2 separate regions of the Xenopus laevis genome follow, and region 2 is linked to region 1. Evidence: chromatin contacts called from public Hi-C data. All regions are on one chromosome and are shown on one strand. The core of a region is the stretch at or near the end of the contact, and the rest is flanking DNA. Distances in the headings are between cores, read along the strand shown.

What was found. A called contact is a pair of places that touch in the nucleus more often than the background predicts.
Region 2: a Hi-C map of the XL177 cell line shows a contact between it and region 1, with 4 times the contacts expected there. The contact joins the enhancer-like site here to the promoter of tmem74b.L in region 1. A contact is called at or near these places in 2 of 4 Hi-C or Micro-C datasets (the XL177 cell line and the XTC cell line).

What each region holds. Positions count from the first base shown.
Region 1 is chr9_10L:18,828,575-18,835,929 of Xenopus_laevis_v10.1, forward strand. It overlaps tmem74b.L (transmembrane protein 74B L homeolog), which reads left to right and starts at 3,600. Exons shown (of 2, transcript NM_001096669.1): 1 at 3,600-3,672; 2 at 5,010-6,938. The coding sequence starts at 5,058. The coding sequence ends at 5,723. The region is part of intron 6 of LOC108701997 (traf2 and NCK-interacting protein kinase); the gene reads right to left. psmf1.L (proteasome inhibitor subunit 1 L homeolog) reads right to left here. Exons shown (of 7, transcript NM_001094822.1): 7 at 6,895-7,355. The coding sequence ends at 7,337.
Region 2 is chr9_10L:18,915,069-18,922,423 of Xenopus_laevis_v10.1, forward strand. The region is part of intron 6 of LOC108701997 (traf2 and NCK-interacting protein kinase); the gene reads right to left. Among protein-coding and RNA genes, the nearest start is that of csnk2a1.L, 4.7 kb to the right of the region's middle. Within about 2 kb of position 2,668, at least 1 of the 7 cell types and tissues checked has an H3K27ac peak or open chromatin away from gene starts, as enhancers often do.

The DNA.
Region 1 (7,355 bases), core at 2,350-4,849:
GCAAATGCCAGAGGGGCTGCTGAAAGATCCCATAGACAGTCACTATTTATTGGGCCTGTGTGGGTCAGTTTGGGCCTCTGTGTAAGACAAGGTCCTATCTGAGTCCAGAAAGTTCAGTTTTCCTGGGTTTTTGTAGTTCTATTCTTGCTGGCTTAAAAAATCCGTTCCCCTCCAGATGTGTCAATAGTTACAAGTTCAAAGGAATAAAGCCAGGGCTTGTACAATTTAGGAAAAGACAAACACAGCGCAAAAAATTATATTACAGTGCAGTATTTTTCTTTAAAGGTAATGTTGCACCACTTGTTTGTAGCCCACCATGAGGTGTGCCCAGGCCCAGATTTGTGGCGAGGCCACATAGGCCCGGGCCTAGGGTGGCAAAAAATTAGGGGCAGCATGCCACCCAGCTGCATTATGGGGACATGCGCGTTCAACAGCGCCGTTTGCCGGCGCTTCAGCGCAGGCACGTGTGCGCTCACGGCACACAGGGGGAGTGTGGGCGGGCGCTAGGACCGCGCGGCCACCCGATCGAACTGCGAGGCCTAGGGGCGCCGCACCAGAAATCTGGGCTTGGGTGTGCCCTATAGAAGTGTTGTACACATGTGTACTGCTTCAAGTGTGCCTTTTGTAAACCAGTATTTAGAGGACAACTCCAAGCAACTCCTAGCAATGCATTAATGCTGGATCTTCTCACTCTGGTGGATAGGGTTGCCACCTTTTCTGTAAAAAAATACCGGCCTGCCTATATTCTTGCCGTTTTTTCCTATTAATAACATTGGCATCTAGCATCATTTTTACCGGCCAGGCCGGTAAAATACCGGCCAGGTGGCAACCCTACTGGTGGATAACTTCTGGACCACTGACAGTTTAGGCAAATAATTAGAGGACTAAAGGCATATTACTTCTGGTGGCATCAGAACTCTGCTCATAAATGAGTAGCACATGAATAAAGCACAAGTATCTTCTTCTTAATGAGCATATAAGTTCACCATTGGACTCTTACTGTGGTCCCTAATCAGGGCCGCCGATAGAAATCACAGGGCCCCGTACAACAAGCCCCGCCCCAGATACCGCCCACTCCACATCACAGTTAAAAGACCACACAGACATCAGCGCTAAAAAAGGTAACCCCTCCCACACACACACACACACAAGTTATAAAAAGCTATTGGGGACCAGGGCCCCCTATAAGTTAAAAAAAATATTGGCGTCAGGGCCCCCCATAAAAGTTTTTTTTTAAAAAAGCATTGGTGCCAGGGCCCCCCTTACAAGTTTAAAAAAAATTGGGGCCCCAAAGAACATTTTTAAAAAAAACATCGGTGGCAGGGGATAGAGTATTAAAATAATACATTGGTGGCCAGGGGATTAAAAAAAATAAAGAAAATACACATTGGTGTTCAGAGGAATTGAACTCGTGGCTTCAGGACTTCAACTTCGCTTCCATTCGTGACTTTGGGTCTTTTCGCCGATTCAGGACTTCAATTCCGCCTGTTTTCTTGGCTTCGGGTCTTTTCGCCGCTTCAGGACTTCAATTTTGGCTTCGGGTCTTTTTGACTATTCGGGACTTCGTCTGTTTGGCTTTTTCGCACTTCCGCCTTCTGGCTGTTCGGGACTTCTGAAGTAGGTGGCAAGGCTTCGGCACTGTCAATTGGGGCCAGGCTCTTTAGAACATTTTAATCCAGTCGGGGAATATCCCCTTTTATTCAGCCACCAAACATCAATGTTTCGGGGGGGAATGTGTTCCCCCCTGAAACGTTGATGTTTGGTGGCTGAATAAAAGGTGATATTCCCCGACTGCATTAATCAGTGTGTGTGCGTTCTTATACACATTGGTTGCTAAGGGACCCGGCCGGGTCAACGGAAGGAACGCACCACCAATTGCAGGATTGGTGAACTACAGGTGTGCGGTAGGAGAATTACATTGTCTTTCGAAAAGTTTAGCACTGGCAGGCCCCCCTTCAGGCCCGGGCCCGGTACACTTATACCCCCTGTGCCCCCTGATGGCAGCCCTGGGTCCCTTGCTCCAGGCATGTCACTTGCTGTGTCCCTGAAATTCAACCACTTCAGTCCCTATACTGGTGGTCTGATCACCACAGCTTGCAGCTGCTCAGCTACTGAATCCTGCCTGTCTTTCATTCCTGTAGTTATCAACAAAGCTATCACTAACTTTCCTAACTGGGCCTGGCACTGCCCAGACCCAATCCTGTGCCCACCTCCCGGCTAGGTGGTATCCAGAAAAGAGCCCTAAGCCCCTGTGCTCTCCCTTTAATCTACTTAAACACACTGAGCAAACACTGAATTGCTATTACATCAGGTATAACCTTGAAATAGCATTGCATTGCTGGGTCTCTCCTTGGTGTCCCCAATTATCTCTGTTGCTCATGGATGTTCTTTCTGTTGCTCATGGATGTTCTTTGCCGGGGTATTGACAGCTCAGTACTGGGGCAAGAAGGTCATAGTGACCACCTGAGAAAAGAACCAGAACCAGCTCTAATAACAGTTCCCAAACTGGATCACAAGAATAAGGAAAGAGGCCTAGAAGAGATTCATAGTCGGCAGAAGCATCAGATCAGAAACTGAATATTCTACCCAGAACCTGACAATGACCTGTCCACTCCTGCTCTTCCCTGTCCTGAGTGGTGACCTCTGCCTCCTAATGGAACAGAAGTTCTAAATAGCTATCACTTCTGGCTGATACAATATCTAGATATAGATCTCTGAATCATGTGACTGTTGGCTGCACTGCTTTTGGCTATATCCATCAATATTAGCTCTCAAGCAGAAATATAAGAACTAGGGCGGTGGACTGTGGGCCCCAGTGGGAATATAGGCACTAGGGGTGGAAGTCAGTGGGAATATAATTACTTGGGGATGGGACCCAGTAAATAAATACATTCTAGGGGGCAGAACCCAATAAAAGAATATTAGCACTATGGGGCAGAACCAAGTAGATAAATATAAACTCTAAGGACAAAACCCAGTATTTTAATATAGACACTAGGGTGATGAACCAGTAGGAATATAAGTGCTAGGAGATGGGAGCCAGTATATAAATGTTTAGGGGGAGGAACTAGTGGTTATATAAACACTAGAGGGTGGGAGCCAGTGGGAATATCAGTGTTACTATTGTTCATCCATTAATTTACCACTAATCGTTGGCTGGGAGCGGTTGGACAGCAGCAAAGATGCAGTAAAGTGAACGGCAGTAAGATATTTATTTATAATTGGATTTTTTAAGAAACATAAATTCACGTGGCTTTATATGATTTTTTTGACGCAAATGGGCTTTGTTCTGTCTCCGACTGCCTGTGTGATGGGGGATTTATGAAATATGTGTCCATGGGGTCATTTGCACCTTTCACCCTGGAGTTGTCCCATGCAGCAGGGCGAGGGTAAGGGGCTGGGGCTGTAACATTGGAATAAAGCAGTCGTCTCTCATTGGCCCGCCCGGCTAATTGTCTCTGGCAGCCCTTGCTTTTCCCCTCTCTCCCCGGCAGGTGGCGCGCACAGCCACAATTAGTATCGTTTTATCTCTACCTGTGCACTGCAGATGGCGCTTTGATGTCTCCCAGACAACACAGATAAGTCCCGGTCCGGTGGCTGCTGCTTCCAGTGTGGAAAGGCGGATCTGGTTTCCGGCCCAAACCCGAAGCATCTCTGTGAGCTGAGAAAGAGGTAATGGAAGGGTCCGTGAGTGATTGCTGTGTTTGTCCATTCCAGAGGCACCTGCCGGCCGGGGAGGAGGAGGTCCCTGTCCTCTCTCTCTCTGTTATCATTGTCTCCATTGTTATATTATAGGGGCACGTCCCAGTGTTATTGGGCTGAGTTGGAGCAGGTGATACAATTATTAGTCTGATTCAAAGGTGCCAACATTTTTATTGGGGGGGGGGGGGACAGGCCAGGGCGGGCACCAGTATTATTAGAGTGGAAAGTGCCGATGTTATTATTATGGGCAGATGGGGGGGGGAGTACCAGTATTATTAGAGGTGCCACTGTTATTATTATAGGGGGCAGGTTCCAGTATTGAGTGACTGAGTGGAAAGTGTTATATAGAGGGCAGGTGCTAGTATTATTAGTCTCAGGGGAGGCTGCCAGTATTAATAGGCTAAGGAGAGGGTGCCAGTATTAATAGGTGAAGAATAACGTGAAAGTGTCAGTATTATTATAGGGAGGCAGGTGCTTGCATTATTAGGTTGAGGGGAAGATGCCAGAGTTGTTATTATAGGGGGTCGGGTGCCGGTATTATTAGGCTAAGTGGAAGGTGCCAGTGTTATTATTATGGGGGGGGCAGGTACCAGTAGTATTAGGCTAAAAGGAAGGTTTCAGTATCATAGAGGGCAGGTGCTAGTGTTATTAGGCTGAGGGGAGGGTATTAATTTGTCATTATTATTGTAGGGAGGCAGGTCCTAGCATTATTAGGCTGAGGAGAAGATGCCAGCATTGTTATTATAAGGGGTCAGGTGCCGGTATTATTAGGCTAAGTGGAAGGTGCCAGAGTTATTATTATGGGGGGGCAGGTGCCAGTAGAATTAGGCTAAAAGGAAGGTTCCAGTGTTACAGAGGGCAGGTGCTAGAATTATTAGGCTGAGGGGAGGGTACCAGTATTATTAGGCTGAGGAGAGGGTGCCAGTATTAATAGGCCAAGTGAAAGTGTCAGTATTATTATAGAGGAGCAGGTGTCAGTATTATAAGGCTGAGGGGAAGATGCCATTAATGTTATCATAGGGGGCAGATTGCAGTATTATTAGACTGAGTGGAAAGTGCCAGTGTTATTATGGGACAAGTACTAGGCTGGCGGGTGCTAAATTATTAGGCTGAGTGGAAAGTGCCAGTATTATTAGGCTGAGGGGAAGATGTTAATGTTATAATTATAGGGGGCAAGTGCCTATATTAGGCTGAGGGAAAGGTACCAGTATTATTAGGCTTGGGGAAGGGAAGGTGCCAGTATTTTTAGGTAGGGGGCAGATAGCAGCCATTGGCCCTTACCCTATTTATCTCTCATTTGTTCTAAGCTCTCGTGCCATGTGCTTCCCTGAGCGCAGCATGTTCAGCCCTCGCCAATGGCTCGTGCAGATTCCCTAGAGCTGAGAAACCTACCAGCCGGACATGGAACCAGGTCACCGCATTGGGAAGAAAGCAGAGCATTTGAGAATCCAGCCTATGAGGAGCCCACAGACCTCATCTTTGAAGATAATTTGGGGCATTTCCATCAGTGCAGCCCCAACCCTGAGGTAAGGGGGCAACTGGGGACAGGTGATGCATCTCCTCACTCAGAGGACAGCCAGGTCCCGGAGACACCCCGCCATTCTGTGGATTATGGTTTCATCTGTTCCCTTATTCTTTTGGTCAATGGTATAATTCTGGTGGCCATTGCTTACATGATCCCACGAGAGGTACGTGTCAGTCCAGAGTCTGTGAGTGCCCGTGAAATGGAGAGACTGGAGCACTACTATGCCCGCCTGGGCACCCACCTGGACAAATGTATCATTGCCGGCCTGGGGCTGCTGACTCTGGGTGGCACACTCCTCTCCCTGCTCCTCATGGTTTCCATCTGCAAAGGTGAACTCTACCACAGGAAACAATTCCCTGCTCGGGGTCCCAGGAAAACCTACGGCTCCCTAAACCTGCAGATGAGGCACCTGTCATCGGATGGGGGGCAAGTACTGGTGGAACATGAAGTTCTGCATCCGACTGGGAATGGAGCAGCAAATCATCAGGCATCTTAGTACCTGCTGGATACAGGGGCAGAGGTTACTTATGAGAGGTCTCCTTAGGGCCACCAACATGTCAGGCACATGCTGGATGCAGGGAGCATTATCGCTTTAGTAGGGATTTTTGGGCTGGAATAGATGCCCAGGGCATGATTGTACTATAGCCACTGTAATGCCATTGACCCTTGCAATTCACTCCATGTCATCAGCTTCCAGCGCCACCAGCTTCCTCACTCATATCCACACTGTTAAAGGGGAAGTACAACTTTTGGGAGCATCTATAAATACAGTCCCTATGCCGAAATAAGGATTCTGCAAAAAGAGGACTGTATTTATATTTCCTGCTACTGCACATGCCCCACCTCTTCCTGGCCCATTACCACAATATAAATCATATTGCCAGCCAATAGGGATAATGCTCCTGGCTGCATTGGCATTAACAGTGCTCAGCCAAGGGGAATGGCCCTTCAAGGAAAGGACCCAAGAACTGAACTTCCCCATTAATTGGCCATTTATTGTTCTTACGGGGGGATGTCTGGACTTTATGTTAGAGCCATTTGTGTCAATACAACTTTTACTTCCATTTAAATTATCTGCTAGTATGAAGGTAATATTCTGAGACAATTTGCAACTTGTCTTTTTTATGGGATTTGAATGATTTAGCTGGTTAGAATTCCAGCAGCTATCCGTTTGCTAAGGTCCAGTTCCCCTAGTAACCAGGCAGTGCTGTGGGAAAATCAATGGAGCCTTTTCAGAGAAATAGATGGTCTGCCCTCTAAAAACTGGAATAAGGCAGAAAAAGAAACAATTGGCCAATCTATAACATACTAACAGTTCATTTTGCCTTCAAGTACACATGTGCTTACTAATATTGCATTGACTAATTAAATATCATACACTTTCCACCCCATTAAATGTCCAAGTAACCCCTCCTACTTGTGATACCAAGGCACAGCAAGTAAGGGGCAGCATTAAAAGATATGCAGTGTTTGATGCCAGTGTCTCAAGCCCTTTATCTCCATTTGTATTTGTAGGATAACATGCCCATTTGCTTCCCTGGCCCACTGCCCCAGTACAAGTTAATTTGCAGGTAGAGGCAATACACCATAACCCCTTCTGGAGGCTGTGCCAAGGTACTGAGCACTTGGTGCTACTTGCTCCCCAATGAAATAAGCCAAGAATTCTGTGTGTCTCACTGTATTTATTTATAATAAAGGAGAAGAACACAAATAGAGTTTGGGAGTTTCTGTACAAGAGGCTGCTCCTTGCACTCACAGTCAGTGCAAGGGAACGGAACTATCTTTTCTGAGCTCTGTGTTGAGGCTGCAGGGCAAGAGGTACAATACACTACAATTATTAAGTGCAAGGGATAAGCTGCAATGCTCTGGAAAGACACAGCGGGTGCTGCTATCTCACACATAGATTTCCAGGGCAGTGCAATGGAAAAGGTGCAGTGCTCTGGAAAGACAGAAGAGGGCACTGCAATATCACAGACAGTTCTGGGGCAGTATAAGGGAAAAGGTGCAAAGCTAGAAAGACAGGGGACACTGCTATCACAGTTTTGGCCAAAAAAGGTAACAGTGCAAAAATCTCATGGTAGAGGCTCACTAAGGAGGCACAGCTGGTTATCACAAGAACATATCATCA
Region 2 (7,355 bases), core at 1,418-3,917, 86 kb after region 1:
CACTGACCACCGATTTATTGTAACTCTTTATGTGAACTACTTATTATAGAGTAATCAGCTGTTTATATTGGGAGCTCTTTACTAAATTATATGAGTATCTCCTATAGGAACTTTTCAGCAGTGGAATGACTGGTTATTGGGCCCCATAGCCAGATCATTGGTCCTAGTGATGGACGAATCTGACACATTATGCTTCAAAGAAAATTGACGAAATGCATTGAAGTCAATGGGCAACAATATTTTTTTGACGCATGCCAATTTTTTTTTCACCCATTTTCGTGGCGAAACCTGGAGAAATATTCCGCTCATCGCTAATTGGGCCCCTAAACATTTGCAATTTACGATATTACTTTTGTAGAAACATGTATCTGGCAACAACAGGCAGAGCAGTGTGACAAGGGCAGGTAAGTGAGTAGGTTTTAAACTCCACTGCCCCCCAATGAACAGACTGTTAATTTGCAAATAAATTAATGGAACTCTTTATATGAATAGCTTATTATAGAGTAACATCAGCTGTTTAGATCACATACACAAGGGGTCTCAAAATTTCTAGGGACTATTCATGCCGGGCCCTTCTGAATATTGCCCAGTCTCTAAGAACTAAGCATTTGCCCCTCATCTGCCTCTCCCTATCCCTCTGACCCTCTCTTCCTTCTGCCCCTCCATCTGTCTGCTCCATCTCTTCTTTTTGCTCCATCTCTTTCTTTTCCTGTAAATCTATCTGTATCCATATTCCTTCTAACAGCCACTTTGGACCTGGATCAATCTGTATTAACATTGCCCACATTGCACCTCGCTCTCTTCCCATTCCCTTATAGCAGATGCAATCAGTTCCTCACCACCTACTATTTAGATTGTAAGCTATGTAGGCAGAGACATGCATTGATGACATCTAACATAGGATGGGCATTCAAATTATGTCTTCATATTCTATTTTAGAAATGTATACTTATACTAGGCCAGAGGTACTGTTTTCCTTAGGTCAATTATAACCAAAATGAAACATAATACAACTTGAAGAACAGCCCAATGCACACCGTAAAGGGGTTGTTCACCTTTTAACTTTTAGTATGATGTATTGTATTTCTCAGTAAATCTGACTCCTGTGCTTACATCCTTTAAGTACTTATAACAAGTTGCTTTAACACATTTCCCTAATTTTACATTTGCCGTGATTTTACACACTTTTTTTCCTGGCCCCTGAAAATGTAAAATGGGGGTTCAACTGTAGTCATTCCCAGCCCAAAGAGCCATGGAGCAGCTGGAAAGAAAGAATATTTCAGTCTGCGTGGGACCCACACCCCACAGCGCCCCCTACAGATATAGTGCAGTGCAACTCACATGTGGCCCAGGGGACAGGAAGAGGTGCTGGGGAGTGCCTGCCTGATGACCCCAATATCACTTCCTGTTCAACTAATTTAGCAGTGATGCTTCCAGCTAAAATGAAGACAATAGAGGGGAAGGGGCTGGGTGTCCCCTGTGTCTATCCACCCAACAAGTACCTGCAGCATTCCTTAGCAACTGGCCTGACCTGACACAATACTAGGAAAGCACAGAGGGGTCAATAGCCTGAGAATGTGAGGTTAGTCACTTGCTGCATCTGGCGCAGGCACCTGAAGGTTCCACAGCTGTACATGGCTACAGTCTTTATCTGTCCATGTGTGCATGGGAACCTGGGTATAAGCACAGTATACTGTATATAACAGTACTGAGTATCTATACCCTGCTCACCCACTATGTATAACAGTACTGAGTATCTATACCCTTCCCACCCACTCCCCACTCTGTACAACAGTACTGAGTATCTCTACCCTGCTCACCAACTCCCCGCTTTGTATAACAGCACGGAGTATCCCTACCCTGCTCAAACACTCCTCACTCTGTATGACAGTACTGAGTATCTATAACCTGCTCACCCACTCCCCACTCTGTACAACAGTACTGAGTATCTCTACCCTGCTCACCAACTCCCCACTTTGTTTAACAGCACGGAGTATCCCTACCCTGCTCACTCTGTATAACAGTACTATCTATACTCTGCTCGCCAACTGCCCGCTCTGTATAACAATATCTATGTCCAACTGCCCGCTCTGTATAACAATACTGAGTATCTATACCCAGCCCACCCACTCCCTACTCTGTATAACAGTACTGAGTATCTATGCCCAGCCCACCCACTCCGTACTCTGTATAACAGTACTGAGTATCTATACCCTGCTCACCAACTCCCCTCTCTGTATAAGATTACTGATTATCCTTACCCTGCTCACCAACTCCCTGCTCTGTATAACAGTACTGAGTATCTATATCCCACTCACCAACTCCCTGCTCTGTATAACAGTACTGATGATCCCTTCCCTGTTCACCAACTGCCCACTCTGTATAACAGTACTGAGTATGTATATCCCGCTCACCCACTCCTCACTCTGTATAACAGTACTGAGTATTCTTACCCTGCTCACCCACTCCCCGCTCTGTATAACAGTACTTAGTATCTATTTCCTACTCATCAATTTCCCACTCTATAGAACATTACAGAGTAACGATATCCTGCTCACTGCTCTGTATATCAGTACTAAGTATCTTAATCCTTCTTACCAACTCGCCTGCTCTCTATCCAAATAATTTATTGATGGGTATGTAGGGAGGGGAAGCAGCACCTCCCCGTGGGATGCTGGGGAAGTGCATGTGACACTGTGGCTGCTACAGTATAGTGTCACAGTCAGTAGTCTGTACAGGGCAGTGCAGGTGGATATTACAGGCTGTGGCTTTACCTGAGAGTCCCCGACACCTCCCCATACACAGTGGCAGGCTTGCAACCCTCTCTGAAAAGATTGTTGTCACATTTACACAATGTTTCTGCATTCCAGAACATTCATTAAAGACTCATACTGTTTGACTAGTAGTGATATCTGTCAGACATGGGACCATATACACCCAAGAGCATGTACCTCTATCAACCATGGAGTGCTGCTACCTGTAAGGGGCTACAGTTCGGTCTGTGGCCATTTAATATACCATCTCCCCCCACATTAGAGAATGGGGGTATATTTAGTCACACAGGGAGAATAGTTGCACAGAGGGTGAAAAGACCACATTGCTGCCACAGGCTTGGGGTAACAGAGCTACCAATTAGGGGTAGATTCTGAGCACTTGTCCAAATATTATCCCTAATGTCCATAGAGCTGAACCAGTGGGTGTTGTATAATCTTTGTACAGTGCTGCTGCATAATTTGTTGGTGCTATACTCATTCTATATAATTTAATATATCTTTCACCTTTCATGATCCAGTTCTGTCATTTTATGTTAGCAATATGTCAGCACAAAACACGTGAGTGGCCCCCCACACACACAGGGGGCTGCCCTGTACAGCAGTTAGGGGTAGATTTGGGGAGAATTCCTATTGGTTCTCATTGACATTTCTGGAAGATCAGTTTAAAGGTTTAATCTGGTGAGATAAGGGGTTCAAACATGTTCTTCCCTGGACTATGGCTGAATCATCAACCCTTCTATTCTTGCATTCACCCCTTCCACTTGCACTTTGCCCTTCCTCATTATCACCTACATCTCCTCAGACTTACATTCAGACTTTAGGTGGCCATACACAGGCAAATTTTAGCTGCTGATTTGGCTCCTTCAGTCCAAGTTGGCACCTGTCTGTGTATGGGGCTTACTGACCAATATCTGGCCACAAATTCCAGATATCGATCGGAAAGTTTTAAAAATCTCATTGGGTGAAGACTGCATTGGCTCGTTGATGTGGTGCTAGTTTCAACAGCCTGTCGTTTGATCTGATATCATTCACCTAAAGATGGGCATATTTGTGTAAGAACTGCTTCTTTATTGACCTTGCCAAGCAAGCATACCTTCCAATATATAGTCATGTTTACATTCTAATGCTTGCCTCTCCTCATGATCACTCCCACTACAGGGGAGCCATACGTGCTTATATTTGGCAGATTGGGCAGTTTGGCCAATATTGACCATACTAGGGATTATTTGAGCAAGTCTAGCCAGTCCCACTGCCCATGAACTCGATGCCATGAATCTGCACTGAGGAGTAAGTGAAACGTTAAGGGCCTTTGCCCGGGGTAGCAGCTAGGCTGGGGGGGAGGAGGGAGGGGTGCCTATGTAGGGTAGGGTTTTTTTATTAAGGGGTTTACTTCTCCTTTAAGCCCAACAGACCTTAGTTAGAAAGCAGTCGTTTCTGGGGCACTGTATCAAATGCTTTGGCAAAATCCAAATACATCATACCTACTGCTCCTCCACTCCAGCATCTTACTTACCTCATTATAAAAAGCAATCAGATTTATTTGACATGACCTATCCTTCGTAAAGCCATGCTGATTCCTGCTCATAATGCCATTCACTAAGACAAAAATTTGAATGTGATCCCTTAACAAGCCTTGAAATATTTTTTTTTTATAAATTCTTTATTTTTCCATGTTCACATCTGCATATCACATCCAATATGTAATTGTTCATATTCATTCTTTTGTATCATATATTATTATTGCAGCAAATCAACATATATACAAAGATACAGTTCTGTGTCATGTGCATGAGTAACAAGACCAATAACATGAAAATATAAGAACACAAGAAGATAAGAAAATAGAAGGATTATGCCATTTGTTTAACAAAATGTGATTCAATATGTTTTTGCTTTAAGAAAGTTACAGGTAAGTATAAGCAAGAAATAAGAACGCATCCATACATTATGATGTGGAATGGAGGGGAGGCCCGCCGGGTCCACAGAGAAGCCCCAAATAATGGGAATTGAATTAATACATAGGCATCAATGCCTTGAAATAATTCCAATAATATTGGAATGACTTCAGCTTTCCTCCAATGCATAGGTACCATACCAGATTAAAGCAAATCTGAGTAAAGCATAAATAGAGGCCAATCTAAAACAGAACTAAGTTCTGATAGTACCTGGGGGTGTATGCCATCTGGCCCTTGTTCACATTCATTTTTATTTAAGCTTTATGAACCATATCCCGAGTCAGGCACTGACTAGATTGAGCTGAACCATCATTGCAGCTACGAAGTAAGCCTGGGAACTCTGACTCCTCTATTGTATACTTTGAAGAAAAGGACTGATTTAGCAAATTCACCTTTTCTGTATCTGTTACAACCATACTGGTATCATTATTTAAAAGAGCAACACTGTCAACCGGAATATTTTTACTATTAGTATACTTAAAAAACTTGTTGGGGTTAGGCTTAGCCTGAGCAGCAATTTGCCCCACACACTTGTAGTTTTAAATGCCTTCTTTGCTATTAAGTTCTTTACCTCCATATTGAGCCACATATCATGGTTATTGGTGCTTCTACATTTGCTTCTTAAGAGAATAAATTAAATCCAGTAACTTTTTAATATAATTTTAAATGACAACCATTTCTGTTCTGTCTTTTAGCAGAAAACATAATGTCCCAATCTATGCTCTGAAGGGCAGCCTTTAATGAGCTAAAATGAGCTTTTCTTAAATTCAGGGTTTTTGTTGCCCAAGGGTATATTTGTTTTTTGCACCAGACATTAAATTAGATCACATTATGGTCACTATTACCCAGGGGATCAATTACTTGCACATTTGCTATACGTTCTGAGTAATTAGAGATTACTAGATCCAGTATAGCATTTTTTTTTCTGGTTGGCTCCTCAACAACTTGTATGGAAAGAAACGAAAGGAGGAACCGGCACACAGGAGCATAAGCAAACGGGGTAAACCACTTACGTGTTTCTTGCGTCAAATGATACACAACATTTCGGGGGCACGCCCCTTTGTCAGGTGATGTTGCAGACAGTCTATACAACCCTTAAATAGCCTGCTAGGCCCTCCCACCGCATAGAAAAAATTACAAAAAATTCAATGGTACAATAAAGTCCAAAATACACAAAAAAAAAAAACAGTCCAAAAAGGTGAAAGAAAATTGATAACTTGCACTTGAAATATTATCACACATATAGAATATTACAGGGTACAAAATTATAGGCTATTACCTACTGCAGAATATTCAATTCAGCTGTTATCTGCAAAGTAGAGAGATACAGAGTTAAATATCAGGAGTCAGGACTACCAAAACAATGTATCTATACTTGTTATCAGCTTAGGTACATGGCTACAATGTACTATATTATAAATAGCAAGTTAAATTGAAGTCTTCATTAAGTCCCTTTGGTACTTGCGTTTGAAGTAGCCAGATCCAGTAACTTTCACGTTGTAACAATTTTTGTTTTACATTCTGTCCTCTCTTAACGAAGGGGCGTGCCCCCGAAACGTTGTGCATCATTTGACGTAATAAACACGTAAGGGGTTTACCCCGTTTGTTTATGCTCCTGTGTGCCAGTTTCTCCTTTCGTTTCTTTCAATTGGAGATCGGGGAGTGCCGTCTCCCTAGAGGACTGTGCACCAGGCAATCAAACAGAGGAGGACTAGTGAGTGCGTTCACACTGTTCCTCAACAACTTGTGCCACAAAGTTATCATGCAACAAGTGTATACATTTTTTCCCATTAAAGGGATTCTGTCATGATTTTTATGGTGTTGTTATTATTTCTAAATTGCACTGTTTACAATGGCAGTACTGTTGCTCCAGTCAATATCAGGGTAATTAAAATCCCCCATTGTCATAAATTTCCCCAAACTAGCAGCCTTTTCTATTAACATTAAGAGTTTAGCCTCCTCCTCACAGGCACGGATTTGTGGAAAGCCCATCTAGGCCTGCTAACCACACCCACATTGGTTCAAAAACACTTGGAGATACAATCATTTTTTAAACTTCCCATGCACCAATCCCCATTGCTCCAGTCCAGATGATGAAAATTTGCGTGAATAAAGGGAAGGGGACAGGGGCGACGAAGGGCAGTGGGCCTAGGGGCACCCACTATGTAAATTCGGCCCTGCCTCCTCACTTACATTAGAGGGTCTATAGCATACTCCTATAATTAATTTGCTGGAATCTTTACAATCAGTGAATATCTCCATCCATAAGAATTCTGCCCCCTCATTTTCTAATATCACCTCCTCCTTTATATTAGCTTTTAAATCCTGCCTAACAAACAGACATACCCCTCCCCTTTTCTATTGATGCTGCCCCTCTGAAACAAAGTATAGCCACTGATATTAACTGCTCAGTCATGAGACTCATTTAGCCAGTGTTTTGGCAACACCAATCACATCATATGTTGCCTCCAGAGCCAGCAATTCCACCTGATTGTACCCACCTTGCACTCAAGCCCCTGTCTCTTGACCCGCTCATACTCATACCCATTCCACCTCACAAATTCCCACCATATAACATTAGTGTTAAGCCAGCCATACACAAGAAGATTCATGTTTTTGACAAGGT